Linked DNA regions of Zea mays: region 2 is linked to region 1. Evidence: chromatin contacts called from public Hi-C data. All regions are on one chromosome and are shown on one strand. Each heading gives the region's core, a stretch centred on a gene start, on an enhancer-like site or on the middle of the called end of the contact. The rest is flanking DNA. Distances are from core to core; before and after follow the strand shown. Region 1 holds the start of LOC100281989 (60S ribosomal protein L35a-like). Region 2 holds the start of LOC100501672 (putative cytochrome P450 superfamily protein).

Region 1 (7,696 bases), core at 3,687-6,186:
AGTCTTAGATCAACAAGGTGGCAGTTAAATACGGTATACGGGTTTGCTAACAAACCTTGTGAAGGGACGACGTGGCCAGAGGGCTGGAGTAGGTGAGGAAGAAATCGCCCCAGATGGATGGCTCAAAGCCTGAGACGTTTCTGCTCGCGCCATCGTCCTCTTTCGCCTGCCTACTACTACTAGCGGTGGCGGCCCTGCTGGTGCAACCAATTGGTGACGGCGGCATTCGCTTGCCGGGCGACGCCACGGCGCCGGCGATGACAACTGGTGGCGGCGGCAGCGGCGGCCCTCCAGCAGAGGGGTCAACGGCAGAACGGCGGCCACGGCTGCGGCGGCCAGCGCTGGACCGTGCTGCTAGCTTCGTGCTGATGGAGCGGAAGGCCGTGCACGTGCAGGCGTAGCTGCTGCCTGTCATTTGCCAGTGTGCTTGGGTGGTGCTGGCTGCTGCTACCATCTGGCGCCGCAACCGCAATGGCACCAGCAAGCCGAAACTGTTTTCAGAATTCAGAGTTCAAACCTTTCTGTCTTTATGGACCACCATGTCAGCTATTAACCGAATTATCGACCACGCTGTCGATCATTATCAACTAAAATCTGTTGATACCGTCTGATTCCATCCAAGGCATATAATCGATATCGATCGATCGTTACTGATTACACCGACCTGGTCGACTGACCTGACCTACTAACAGGTCGGCGTTGGGACAAACGCGATTGATTGATACTGACAACAACGCATTAGTGACTCACATGGAAAATATGTCACGCCCTCGGGCTGAATTAGTGGCTCACGAGTGCCTACTGCTGGATCCAGCCTCACGTGGACTATGTTATGTCCTCGGATTGGATTAGTGGCACACAATTGGCAGCGTGCCAGTTTCGCATGTGCCTGGTTTAGCGAGTGTGCTAATCCTACGACTAGTCCGACCAGAGATCGCCACGCAATCGGTTTCGCGAGCAGTGAAATAGAATCTTCTCGATGATGTTGACATTTCTGATTTCTTGATCAATGAGACAATGACACTCAAATACTTCGAAGTTGCAAACTGAGGCTATGTTTGTTTCTGATTATAATCTCTCCAGATTATATAATCCATCGCAAATAATCCAGTAGGTAAACAAACAACTAGATTATGGGTTCAGATTATATAATCTAAACCCCCATATTATGATAATCTCATAATCTCCTCAAGAGTAGCTTATTTGAGATTATTTTGGTAAAAGACCCACTACCCATGGTTATGTAAATAGAAATTACAATATATACGATCCTTTTTTCTCACCTCAAATAAACAAATAAGGATATTGTTGTCTTTGTGAATAATCTACATTTATATAATCTAAACTACCAAACAACTACATATAGATTATAATATATCTAGATTATAATCTGAATTATATAATTTAGATTATACTCCAGATTATATAATCTATAAGCTGAAACAAACAGGCCCATAATCCATTAAAAAGAAGAATGACCGCTGCCTGATTCTTGGAAAAAAAACGACTGGTATATGTTGTAAAACTGTCTAGGATTCGTTGCACCTAATGAGACATTGCGTTTATATGAACATACCTATGCATGGCATCAGGATCGTAAATTTGAGTTGAGTTGAAAAGATGATCTATGCGAAGTCCAAAACACTGATGAGACGAAGGGTGTGCCTCACTCTTCTGAACAGATTCGTTGGGGAAAAAAACTGAAATCTAAATCAAACAAGTACAACAGTGGAATAGATTACTGAAAATCTACGTATCCCTCTAGTTAAATTTATAATTACCTTCTACACCAGATTTTCTGTGTAGCTCTCAACCAAGCTACCAAGCTACCATACTCTTGCAACCATCAGGTCGCAACAGTTTTTTCACAGATCACACCTAAAATCAGACTTTTAGGAATCTACAAGTTAACCAAACAAACATAATTTCACTAATACATGCTCTTCGTATGAACCTCATATGCTTTCCTAAATTAAAGCAGAGTTAATCCCCTATTAAAATTTTGTCATGGAATAAATCTGCCTTTGTTTGAATAAACCGGCCTGAACAATTTTATAAAGACTACCAATATCCATGACATTAAAAGATTATATAACTGTAATACTCTATCTAATGATATTAATTCAGTGTTATAAATATTTGTATATTATTATATAAATTAGATCAAACCACGATGAAGAAATACAACAAACTCCCAATTTTAGGACGAGTAAAGTAATTATATTGCTGGTTAACAAAATATTTCATCCATTCTCAAATATTTTGTCTTACGATAGTTTATTTTTGAACTAAAACGCAACAAATTAAAAAATAGAGGGAGTAGCATCCATATTGCACGATGCTATTTGAGGTGGCACACGAACATTGTAGTTGTAGGCAAACAAGTTAAAATATAAGCATATGAATTCGAAAATACGAGAATCAGACCGTCTCAAGCTAGTATAAAATCGGGGGCGCGGAACCGTTGATGACAATATTTATAAAGTGTAGTTTGAAATAGCGGATATGATAGGGGATCTGTTGAAGAGATAGCATCGGACATCGGTGGCACGGGACAAAATAAGCTCTGCTGCTCGCATAACACCGACAATATATAGTTCATCCGTTCGACAACAAATTTAGACAGAACTTCCACCGGTCAAGTGCATGACTGCATGAACAATCTAAGTTGCCAACAAATAGCATTTTAAGCTCAGAAAAAAGTAAGAAATACGCATGACATTTTTAGTCCATCTTTACTCCAACAAAACCTGCAGACATAAAAGCCCAGAATAGCATAAGCAGAGGGTGACTTTTGAAAGGGTAAGCAATGGTTCAAGCTACAAGTTCAAACTTTGTGTTGGCAGCCCCATGCCCAATGTAAATGTTCTAAACAGACAGTATGTTTAAAACCATTCTACTGTATCAAAGAAACATTCCCTAAACATCAGTGTGGACAGAAATATCATAAATTTCTATGGCAAGAAAAATGCACAATTATAAATATATATGGAAAACTGCTAAGTCTAAAGTGCTGAAAATAGGCATCACTAAATCCAATACATTAGTTGGAAAAACTAGACCCCCCCCCCCCCCCCCCGGTTCATAAGAGTAAGCATTTTTTTTAAGCATTCAAAAGTTTCCACAGATGTAAAAATTTCTGGCACATGCCGCTATCCCCATTCCTCACTGCTAATTTTCCTGCAGTTTTGTCTCTCTCATGATATTGACTGATGACGAGCGTGTCATTTCCTTTGCTACTAGAAATGCCTAAATTTGTAAACAGAGGGAGTAATACTGACAACTAATGAAATTAGGTAATGCATATTCCACGTGTACTTGGTATCATTGTGACATGTAAGTAACGAACAGTGGGAAGTTAACCATCCCCAAATACCAAACAGCAGTTTTAACTTGAAATCTTCACGAAGTGAATACTCCCTCAGTCAGATACAAACTCACCAAATTAAAGCCAGTATCAACATGTGCAAACCAAACCACAAAAGCCAAATTACCATGATTTGCAGCAGAATAGCCAGTGTTTGCTGCTACACAGACTCAATGTGTCTCATAATAAACAACCGAAACAATGTTTTCAAATCGTCCTATTAATCGCGATTACTCGTCCAAGTCGGTATGGGAAAATCGCGATTAATCGCCAAGTCTTCCGACTAATCGCGATTAATCGTCCAAGTTGGTCAGCCAGACGACCAGCAAGTCGTCCGACTTCTAAACATTCCGAAACCACAATGTCACAGACAGTGCAGTGGTGCCTGAAGGTGCAACGGTGGAGGAGTAGAAGGCCATGGCGGGAAGTGGGTAAGTCTAGTTGTCATTTGGTAGCTGTCATCTGATGGTTGGGCCATGGGCTGGATTAGCGTCTGAAACGTGGTTATGTGAGGTAATGGGCTAGCCCAAGTGGCGTACTATAAGTACTGTAATGGCCAGTTGGCAATGGTATCAAATAACAGAATCCTGAATAAACTTTCAACCAGGCACGGTGTGCAAATTTGTCACCGCGAGGGTGTCTGGCGATCTCACGTCCCGGCCACCAACGCCGGTGGCCACAGGACGTCACACACAAACTATGATGCGTTTAAGCACCTAAAACTCCTAGCCCATGGTCTACAGCAACGACGAGTGCAGTCTAATCAGAATTCCTTGTCGTATCATTCAATCACAAGCAACAGATTCAACATCAACCAGCCGCCAAACAAATAAAGCATGTCCAGCGTTTGAGGACCCTAACCTTAAATGCTGCTAGGGTACATGAACACTCTGACCTTGCGCCCCTGCACTCGTCAGAAAAAAAAGAACAGCATCAGGACAGAGCATCAATTGGGAAGCAGCACACATCACACGGCGTACTGAGTGCGTCACTGACCATAGACTCAGGCGGGAGGTTCGACTTGAACTTGGCGCGGACAACGCCGGAGTTGCCGTGCGGGCGGGTGACCTTACCCCAGATGCACCTGTAGCGGGTCTCACTGCTCTTGGTCTTGGCCTTGTAGATGTACGCCATGCGCTTGCCAGCGTACCACGCGACGTCCTCCTTGGTGTTCACCCCCTCGATCTGCACAAGCGACGTGGTCTCGTACTGGTTCGACTTGGACCTGCACAGCCACCACCGCAACCACCGTTAGCGGAAACGAACCGAGGAATGGCCAGATCCAAGTAACACGGACGGGGGAAGAAGCGGAGGCAATGAGCTCGCCTCTTGTATCCGAGGATGGTGCCCCGGACGTAGAGCCTGACGCGCTGCCCCGTGCGTCCCTTCACCATGGTGGCCGCCTACTTCCTTCCGCTTCCGCTTCCGCTTCCGCCGCCGGATACGGAGAGAGAGAGAGCTCGTGCACATTGGGGGAAGACAACGAGACGGCCGCAGGCGGAGAGAAGAACGAACGGCCTCGATCGTCTCGCAGAGTCCAGCCTCCAGCGGACGGTCGCCAGCTTAAATGGGCCATTTGGTTAATGATTGTCGTCGCTTTTTCTATCTTTTCTATCAGGGCCATGCTGGGCCGGGCCTATCTGGCAACATAATCAGCCCAACTGCGAATAGGACGCCTCGTTTCATGATAGGTCGCGCGCACACAGTTCTCCGGCGGGGCCCAGCTCGACGCCGGCGCAGCCTTGCCGCGGCGCCGCTCCTCAGTCCGCCGCCTCTGCGGAAGCGGCGTCGCTGCGACCCTGGTCTAGGGGCGTGAATTCGACACCCAATCTGGGCGTGTATAGTATTATTCTTCCCTCGGTGAGTAACCCTACTTGCTTGGGGCCGATGTCTCCCGCTTCTAATCAACTCTGAATCCCTTCGATCTCCAATTATGGCGCTGGTGCATTTTATTCTCCTGAAAAACAACGGAGCTGCTAAGTCAGCCCCTTGCCACTACCCTCTGTTGTGTTACTATCTCGAGAAAATCGATTGTTGCAGTGTTGTAATGCTATTTTGCTACATCTTTTGTTTTATGCTAGAGGATTGTGACACTGAAACAGCACCAAGGTGGCAAGTTGTGGATTTTGAAGAAGGCATTTTTTTTTCAAGAGAATAAGAGAAGCAAGCAAGCCCCTTGTAGGTTCAGTTGTGAAGAAGCTCACAGTCACAGTTGATATAAAATACTTGACAGCGAATTTATCTGTAAGCACAGAAGAGTGTCGTCATGTCACTAATAAAACTAATGCTATGATATTCTGTAGTCACACTTGCTTGTCATCATTTAGTAAATGTCAGGTTACTAACATTTTAATTAATCATGGGATTCTGCATTTATGTATGTATGTAAAGGTTGCTTTCGCATGCGGTATATATGCTGTAGCTTGGAATGCTGGGCAGTGAGTATTCAAAACAAAGAAACAGCTTAGAAGAATGCTTGATTGCCGTCGAATGATTGTGGTTGTGACAGAAACACAGCCTAGTATTATTTGCCGCAAAACTGGTTTTTTCCCCCTGAGTTTCTGAATTCAAAACTCTTGGAGTCCTTATTCAATTGACATTACCCTTTCCTTATATATTAACGCTCCATTATGGAAAGATATTGTAAACGAGATGTATATAGCTTTGCGGTGGAAGCTATCAATTATATATGTTTCAAGCAACACATCATTGTACCAACAACCCTTCATATTTACTCTTTCCATTCTAAATTATAACGTATTTTAGTTTTTTAATATACATTGTGTCTAGATGCATAATAAGAAAAAATATTTATTAAAAAAACCAAAACGTCTTATAATTTAGAACCAAGAAAGTAATTCGCTATGTCACAAATCAACAGCACTACAAATTTACATGTTGGTTCTGACAATATGCATGCATGATTCTGTTCCTCATTCCTCACTCTCTAGAAGTTGTGTAGTAGCATGCTGGAGGGCTCCAGCCTGGTGACATTGAAGTGCTCCAGTGTGTGTGCCCACCTCAGGTCCTGCTTCAGCTGGTGCACCCCGATGGTGTTCTCCAAGAAGTCTTCACCTTTGGCACTCTTGTAGTCATACATCCTGGGGAAGATGTTCACCCGGTTCTTGGCCTTGTGGCCCATGTTCAGCCATTTGCCTGTGGTCAGATCTTCTACACCTGAATATGCATATATGTACATGTTGGTAAACATTGTTAAAAACTGTCATTCATGTCCTGAAAACACAACTTCATGAGAAGTGTAGTAATAGAGTAGTATATGTTAGTACTAGTCAATAAGTAAAGGTGAAGAACGGATGCATGAAATGCAAGTGATGCGTACCCATGGCCTCCCTCCTGACCATGTCGGAGGTGGCGATCCATTCCACGAGGTCCCAGGACAGGAGGTAGCCCATGCCGAGCATGAACGGCGGGAACTGCCGGTCGTGGAACGGGAGCCCCACGCCGCAGTACATGTCCTCCCTCGGCGCAGAGCGCAGGGTGTCCACCAGCGCGTCCAGCTGGAGGAACGTGTCGTCGTCCACCTTCATCACGTAGTCGTACGGCCGGCCGCCGCCGCCGCCGGAGCCGGAGCCGAGCATGGTGGGCAGGCTCGCGAAGTACGTGTACGTCTTCCCCTCCTCCGCGTTCTCGGCGCAGTCGAGGACCAGCACGTCGCCGTAGGCGCGCGCCTCGAGCGCAACGAACACGCGGTGCTCGGGCGGCATCGGGCGCGCGCAGAGCACGAAGCGGACGTCGACGCGCGCGGCGGCGCGCAGCGCGGGCGTCTGCTGCTGCAACGCGTACGCCATGCGGATGAGGTGGCGCCGGGAGTGCTTGCCGGGCATGGTGTGCACGCCGACGAGGACGCTCATAAGCTCCGCCGGGCGCTGGCTACCGACGACACCGTCGACGTCGCCCACGGTCGTCGTTGCTGGCGCAGCGCGGACGACACCAGCGGTGGCGCCGACGCAGGCTCTCGTGGCCACTGCCGTGGAGGCAAGCGGGTTGCTGATGTAGGCGGACAGCGGAAGGAGAAAGGTGAAGCATAATAAGATCAGGGTGAGAGGGAGGAGGACGATGAGGGAGACGCTGCAGGGGGGCGGCTTCTTGAGGTACGTCGACATTGATGATGCCCCTGTCTTCGAGCGAGGTCTCGTTCTCTTCTTCCACCTTCAATTCTTTCTTTCTTTGTGTGCATGTTTTGGTGACTATGTGTCTATGTCTATATATAATCAAGAGATGAATGGGATGCATTGGCAAAGCGGCCGGTTCTTGATACCGTCATCTTCTTCTGTCTTGTTGCTTGTCTAATACTCCTGTATGCGTGTG
Region 2 (7,696 bases), core at 3,247-5,746, 160 kb before region 1:
ATTCTAATAATAAATTAAATAATAATTTAGGTATCTATCAATTAAGCTAATTTAGTTTTATGCAAAATATATTTGTATACTATTATTAACAAGATATTAGAGGAGTGTGACGAAAAGTGTCATGTAAGTTACATAGTAGAAATAAATTTTACTAATGTATAAAATTATTTCTCATTCTCCCTCCTATAAATTTGAGATAGACTTATATCTGAACTTTGGAAAGTGATGGAATGTCAAATTCTAAACTAAATAAGTTATTTTATTGAGTGAATTCTAATTTCTTTAAAATGAAGGGATCTAAATATCCAGTGAGTAGAAACAGAGAGGGTGAGAGAAAAGTCTGGCAAATGTGGCTAGCCCCCTCAACCTCAACTCAAGAGCGTCGTCCTGGCAAGTGGCACTAGTTGGTGGAGATGATATAGGGCCGGTATGTTTCGGCTTCTAGCCATGAGAATCGGCTTTTGGCCACCAAACCTTTTGCTTCTTAGTCCATTTCTATGAGATTTATTTCCATAAAAATCATCTAAATCAACGTAAATGCATAATCTATTGAGGCTGTCGCAACGAAAGAAATCTGTACAAACTTCTTTATCTTCCTATAAGCTTCGTGATATCCAGATTCTTGTGACAGCTAAGAATCTAGATTTTTAGAACAACTCTTTAGAAAAAAAAACTATGCCAAATACTATGCATACCAGCTTGGAAGGAGCCCTGGCCTGCCCTCCTCTGCCCAGCCAGCGCATGCAACTCGTGTCTTCTCGCAATTCCAGTAGCAGAATAGAAGATGCCAATCAAGAGAATCCTTGCACAAGCGATACCAGAACTCGTGACACAGCACGCCGATAAAATAAGGGAGTTGCTACACCTTAGTTTTCTGAATATTTGACAACAACTCGCAAGGGACAACTTGTACAATTAAAGGGAGATTGCTAATTTAAAGACGCACATCCGTCTCCAACATGTATAGGTATAGCGCAGCTGCCGCTGGTTGCTTCGACGTTTTCTATTTGCCTCACCTGTCACCTGTGCATGGTTACTTGCGCTATAATAATAATAATAATAAAATTCAGACATCTAATATATAGGACAAGTACAAAATTAATGGGTATAAAAAAGAACACGAGGAGGTAGAGGGCCCTTTGCTGTCACCGAGCAGAGGCTTCAGCGAATAAAAAAAAAAACTCCGAAGCACCATACAACCCAACAGAGAGTTTGATTGAGTACAGAAAGCAAAACACGATCAACAGCGGATGGAAAAAAAAGTAACATTAGAAACCGGCACGGCGGCACCTAGCTCATGCACAGGATGACAGGAGTGCTACTTCCACTCAGTTTAGAGTTCCTTTAAAAAATTTTACAACTATAATAAACAACTTTTTATACCAAATTAACAATAAAAGCACATATTATGTGAGTAAAAGAACACACGAGACATAGTGTTTCGGTTTTTTTTTGCTAATTTTGGTTGCCATAAGCTGCCACAGACTGTCAAACATCCAACTTTTCAATCCACTTTTATGAGAATCGTTTTGATAAAAATCGTTCAAAAACAACGTGAACATATAATCGATCAAGTTGTCGCAATAGGACCGTAGAGATGTTTAATGCTCATCCTCTTGCGCTCTCGCTCCATTCTAATAAACTACGTATATACATAGCTTAGTTTGGCATTGTTCTATATCAAATTTCTCAAACTTCAATCAAATCGATATAAAAAGTGCACCGTATCTAAACAAATAAATTAAGGACAATCGTGCGAATATCCCTATTTTAGGGTGTAACGGTAGCTTTGCGTCTTTTTTTAACTTTGTGTTTTTGTCCCTATTTTTCAAAACAATTATACTCTTTCTTTTATCAAGACTTAACACCGTTAAGTACAATTAACAGAGTGGGGTCATACAACAATTTCGTTTTAGAAAAACAAGGTTAAACATGCAAAGTCCAAAAAAAAACAAATATGTATTTATACTTTGAAACAAGGGCACTGACACAATTATCCTATATTAAAAACATTAAACGGAAAAGTAGCCTTTGAACTTACCAATCAATGTCACTTAGGCTCATAAACTTTAAAAATATATTTATAAAATTTAAAACTTGTTAAGTAGTGCATCAGACGTCTCTAAACTTATTAAATGGTGTAGGTGTACTGTAGTTTCATTTCAAGACTACATCGACTACCTTGGTGCATCATTTAATAAATTTAGAGACTATAAACACGATTTCATATGATGTAAACCTTATTGGGAGCGAGGCGGAAAGGCCGGATCTATTGGCCTGTGGGCTGATTTCCGGTGAGAAACAGATAGTATTTAACTATATACATTTATAGCCAGAAACAGATAATAGTGTAAATACAAATTATATACATCAAATGTATATGTAAACTAAAATTTGTAAAAAAAAAAGTCGGGTATTCTTGGAATATCCGGGCATCACTACAGACCTGTCTATAGAAGTAAGGGGCTGTATGAGTATGATGCAGAAAAGGTCAGATTAGACTAGTCCAAACTCTAGAGACACGGGCTGAACAACTCACGAGACTTTGGACCAGCAAAGAAGCCGAATGACTCTTTTGAAAACATGAGTGGACTGGACCTGGCCCATCCATTCACGAAAATTACAATATTATATAGCTCCCATTCTGAAATATGATGATAACGAAACTGAGGAAACACATCGCAGTCGCAGATGACAGAAGCCTAATCAATGACTTGGCATGTCAGACATGAACATTATAGCTCAACCGGAACTCGTGACAAGGACGGCTGGTTCCAAGAGCTTGAGCACGACGGGGAGCCCTTTCGACGGCTGCAGCGTGAGGAAGTCGGCCGGCGCGTGCACGTACTCTGGCGCCACCCGGAACGTGAAGCGCCGCAGGATGAGCGCCAGCGTGGCCTTGGCCTCCAGCATCGCGAAGTCCTGCCCGATGCACGACCGCGGGCCCAGGGAGAAGGACAGCAGCGCGTTCGGGTGCGTCGCGGCCCTGCCCATGCCGTCCCGGAACCGGAACGGGTTGAACGCGCCGGCGTCCGCGCCCCACACCTCCTCGTCGCGGTGGAGCATCGCGATCGGGATCAGCAGGAGGGTGCCCTTGGGCACCTTCACGCCGCAGAGGTCCGCGCCCGCCGTCGCCCGCCTCGCGATCAGCGGCACCGCGCCGTATAGCCGGAGCGTCTCGTACAGCACCATGGTCACCTGCGAAACAACAGCATAAGGCCGCCGCCGCCGCACTCACCCCTGCTAGCTAGCTCAAGCTTAAGGCGGAAGGGGGCTCACGAGCTTGAGCTTGTTGAGGGCGTCGCCGCTGAGGGGCACCTCGGCGCCGCCGCACTCTCGGACCACCTCCTCCCTGAGCCGCTGCTGCCACTCGGGGTGCGTGCCGAGGAGGAACATGGCCCAGGTGAGGAGGTGCGAGGTCGTGTCGTGGCCGGCGAAGAAGAAGGTCTTGCACTCGTCGATGATCTCGTCCATGCTCATGGCCTGCTGCTGCCTCTTGCCGCCGCCGTCGCCGGCGTTGGCCTCCAGCATGAGGCCGAGCAGGTCGCTGCCGTACCCCTTCGCCTCCTTCGCGGCGGCGAGGCGCTCGTCGATGATGGCCATGAGCGTGCCCCGCACCGTGCGCTCGAGCTGCCACCGGCGCACGTTGGCCTTGGTGGGCGCGTACTGCGTGCCCGGCACGCGCATGCCGCTGTTGATGGAGGCGAAGGCGATGAACTGGAGCTCCCGCTGCGCCAGGAACACCTCCTTCCCCTGACGGTAGCTGCTGCCGAACGCGGTGTGCGAGATCACGTCGGCGGTGAGCTCCGTGAACTGCTGCCCCACCTCCACCGTCACCTCCGGCTCCCCCTCCTCCCCGCTCGCCGCGGCGCGCGCCTCCCACCCCCGGATCACCTCCGCCGCGCACGCCGCCATGGCCCCCGTCATCGACTTGAGCTTGTCCATGGCGAACGCCGGGTGCACGACGCGGCGGTGGCGCGACCAGTCGTCGCCGTCGGTGAACACGAGGCCCCTGCCCATGAGGGACAGTATGGTGGGCCCCGGGTCCGTCTTGCCGTACAGCCCCGCCTTGTCGAACAGGACCCGCTTCACCATGTCGTGGCTGCCCACGAACAGCGCCGGAGTCGAGCCGGACCACGTCAGGAACACCTTGCCGTAGAGCGACACCCACGCGCGGTACTGCGGCATCACGCGCGCGATGTAGTCGTGGGAGGCGAGGTCCAGCGTGTCGCCGCTCGTCGCCGCCCGCATCGCCTGGACCTCCTTGCCGTTGCCCACCAAGACCCTGTACGGCGGCCCGCGGATGCCCTGCCGCGCGAACGCCCTCGCGACGGCGTACGGCCGCCACACCAGGTGGGCCAGCGCCGTCCACAGCCTCGTCACCAACACCACGGCGAGGGCGGCGACGACCAGCGCTACGCCTCCCGTGCCCATGTCGAGCGAAGAAGCAAACTGCAACCACAACTGCGCTGTGCGCTGTGATGTCGTCGTCGTCGTCGAAGACTCGAAGTGCGGGTGCTAGTGTCACTGTGTTTATATATGTTTATATTGCGTGGTGTGATTCGCCATCATAAAATACGTGTCGACGTTGTGACAGCTACGCGCTTGGAGCTTTTGTCGCAGCGACCGGGCGCTAAGTACAAGGCAAAAGCTGACGTGCGACACGGCCTTGCGAATGGACAGGCGCAGACTTCAAGCGATCTCGCACGACGGCAGCCGGCAGCCGGCCTTTCGTGAGATCACAGATGACTCTGGCGACCATCTCTGCATTCTTTTTTCACAGATAGTCATATAAGTACTGTATGTTTTTTAGCATATATTCACTCTGTCCTTTTTTTTATTTTACACCATTTAATTTAAAAATAAACTAGCAGACAACAAATATTTAAAACGGAGGTGGCAATGAGTGATCAGCTTGTGAGCAAGACTAGAACGCTCTAGGAATTATCTACCGTTCAGACAGAGGGGATGACCGGATGAGATCGTCTTCGCCGTATATATAAAGTTTTTATTGAAAATGTTTGGGGGCATGCGTATGGCTAGGGTCATTTTCTTAATGTCGTTGTTATCTCCGCCTTTTCTATCGTAACATGTGTGTTAAAATATAGCATGCATAAGTTACAGTAGACATGCTTTATAATAAAGTATAAAATACTCTGCAAGCATGACAATATTATTTGTATGGTAAGGTACTGAGGTTTACCTATAAAATGAATAAACATACATAATCTAGAGTTAGATATTTATATAGGAAGAATGTAGAATATAGACATATGGCAACACCACGTGAGCCATTGGCAACTATATATATATGGTAGGTTAGGTGCTGAATATAGCTTGAAACCTTATTGTTGCGGCTATTTCTGCACAATTGGTTCGAAGCCCATTGATGCTGAGCGTAGCTTAGATCCTAATGTGCGATATCATGTAATTAGCTAAGTAATACGGTAACTAGATGAGTGCCCGTGCGTTGCAACGGAACCATATAATAATACGATAACTTATGTACATATGTGTTATATTGTTATAACTTATAAGTATGTGCCCGTGCGTTGCGACGGAAGTAAAAGATTTGTATGAAACATTGATATGGAACGACAAACATCATTATAATATGCAAAATCCGTGTGGAAAACATTATCAATATCATACAAATTATTTCTAAAAAGTTAATTTAGAATTTTTAATTACATACAAATGTGTCGACAACCGTACACTAACCAGCTAATCCTTTTTAGCGATATCGATAAGTCTCTGTTATGTTTGCATGGATGTCATATCGGCGTGAATTGTCCTCATAACATAACAGATCAATCACAAAGTTCCTTCGAAGAATCTTTGCATCCTACAAACAAAGACATAAGAGAACAAAACGTATTATCTTGTAGAACGAGGTAGCTGGAATGTATGTTTTGAACATAAAACGAACGTACTACACTCACCCCAACAAATTCCATTCGTCTGTCATTCCCCCACATGGTCATAGCTTGTATAACGAGGTAGCTGGTATTAAACCTATAGAATAATGTTTGGCCAACTATGTTTTATACAATGATTATCAAAGAAAAATTTAAATTGCTGAGAAGGTGGTACAAAGAAAATACCCTCTTAAGTCAATTGGAACACCAGTCTGAATTGTATGTTCCCACTTAAAGATATCCTCCGCCCATCCAAAACGTTTCTTGCTGTAAGCAATCTTATATTTCTTTAAGACCATGATAATCGCTTCTGCGAACCTCTTGTATAGCATGTGTTTACATCAATCTTGAGTCGGTGTAAAGTCGATAAAAGTCACATGCTTTTTAACATGATCTATTACGAAAAGGGTGTGACATCCGTTGAATTTCCATGGCATAAGAACCTGCAAAATATCGGTCATTAGGATTACAAATAACTATCCTTTATAAATACATTCGAAATGAACACATACTTACATATCTACAACCTGTGATATAATAATTCATTGATGGCCAACAATCGGGTGATTTGGCTAACTCTTCTGTTGTAGGATCCTGATGGTACTTTGGAAGTTTACCAAAACCAACCATTCTCTGGATAGTATATATACATGTCCACATGAGGATTAGATGTAGATACTATACATTAATACGTTAATGATTGGAAACAAACTTACCTAGAAACGCATGTCCATATAATGCTTTCTATTATTTATGATTTCTCCTTTCGGCCTACGTGACTCTTTATTGGCAAGCAGCTGAACAACCATGTCAAAACATCTTAGAATCATATCTTGATTTATCGTTAATATGTTTTGCAGGTCTTTGACAGATATTTCTATCTTAAAAGGATTGAAACTTTGCACCCATGTCATCCTGTAATGTAGCATGACGAAAGTCTATATCAAGAATCTAAGTAGTTGGTATACATAAAATAGATAAATCAATGAGCACTTACTCTAGTGTCGTATCGTCTTCTATTGCCATGATACAATCACATAAAACATCTATTGAATCAGCTTTGGTCACCGGCATGTCCTTTGTGGAAAGACTAACCATTAAAAAGTCATTGGTGCACCCATCGATAGAGACTTTTACAGGAGCTCTTTTATCCCAATCATCAATAAACCACCTTTGCAAGTCTGCTTGAGTAATTGAGCCTTCATCATCTTCATACACTACTTCGCTATCATCAAGCACGTGGAGTAGTTTCCTCTTCTTAGAATATGTTGGGTTTTCTAATATCTCAACATCTGATGGGCTTCCAGAGTCAACTTCTTTTTTCATTTTTGTATAATAGACACCCCCTTCTCTTATTCAGGTCTGAAGATAGTAATATAGCAACCATTTTTTTCCTGAAGTGTGACATGTCATCCTACAAATAAGAAACAATTATTTAGCATTATATATGTAACATTGACTGTAGATGTGCATATATGTCGTAGTAGTAATAATATACCTGGGTAAAATTGTCAGACAGTTCATCCTCTGTCCAGTATTCGATATAGTTCAAAAGAAAGAGACCACATGAATAGCTACAATATACATTAATATCAACATAAAGATTAGTATGAATGAAGAAATTGGTAAAGAAGATTTTAGGGCGTACCTATCTGTCTGCTTTGCATATCCCATGTCTATTTCTCTGAGCGGCCAAGAAGCAACTTGGAGGTCTGGTCACCTGTGGTTTTTTAACTCCTTACGTTGAGATATCATATCAATTTGTCTTTGCAGTCCTT

Evidence for each region. Hi-C and Micro-C count contacts between places; a contact is called where the count stands out from the background.
Region 2: a contact with region 1 is called in a Hi-C map of bundle sheath, with 2.5 times the contacts expected there. The contact joins the promoter of LOC100501672 here to the promoter of LOC100281989 in region 1. A contact is called at or near these places in 14 of 25 Hi-C or Micro-C datasets (bundle sheath, ear, endosperm and 6 more) and 2 of 3 datasets of contacts at active chromatin or transcription factors (leaf and seedling).

Annotation. Positions count from the first base shown.
Region 1 is chr9:13,082,492-13,090,187 of Zm-B73-REFERENCE-NAM-5.0, reverse strand. LOC100281989 (60S ribosomal protein L35a-like) reads right to left here and starts at 4,936. Exons shown (of 4, transcript NM_001374365.1): 1 at 4,694-4,936; 2 at 4,364-4,592; 3 at 4,229-4,271; 4 at 2,553-2,750. The coding sequence starts at 4,761. The coding sequence ends at 4,230. It overlaps LOC103637956 (hydroxyproline O-galactosyltransferase GALT4), which reads right to left and starts at 7,638. Exons shown (of 2, transcript XM_008660957.4): 1 at 6,708-7,638; 2 at 6,080-6,544. The coding sequence starts at 7,491. The coding sequence ends at 6,315. LOC103637957 (a long non-coding RNA gene) reads left to right here and starts at 5,013. Exons shown (of 2, transcript XR_558492.3): 1 at 5,013-5,227; 2 at 5,449-5,673. It overlaps LOC732795 (sesquiterpene cyclase 1), which reads right to left and starts at 510. Exons shown (of 7, transcript NM_001112412.2): 1 at 56-510. The coding sequence starts at 454.
Region 2 is chr9:13,245,037-13,252,732 of Zm-B73-REFERENCE-NAM-5.0, reverse strand. LOC100501672 (putative cytochrome P450 superfamily protein) reads right to left here and starts at 4,496. Exons shown (of 2, transcript NM_001196349.1): 1 at 3,280-4,496; 2 at 2,623-3,198. The coding sequence starts at 4,434. The coding sequence ends at 2,743.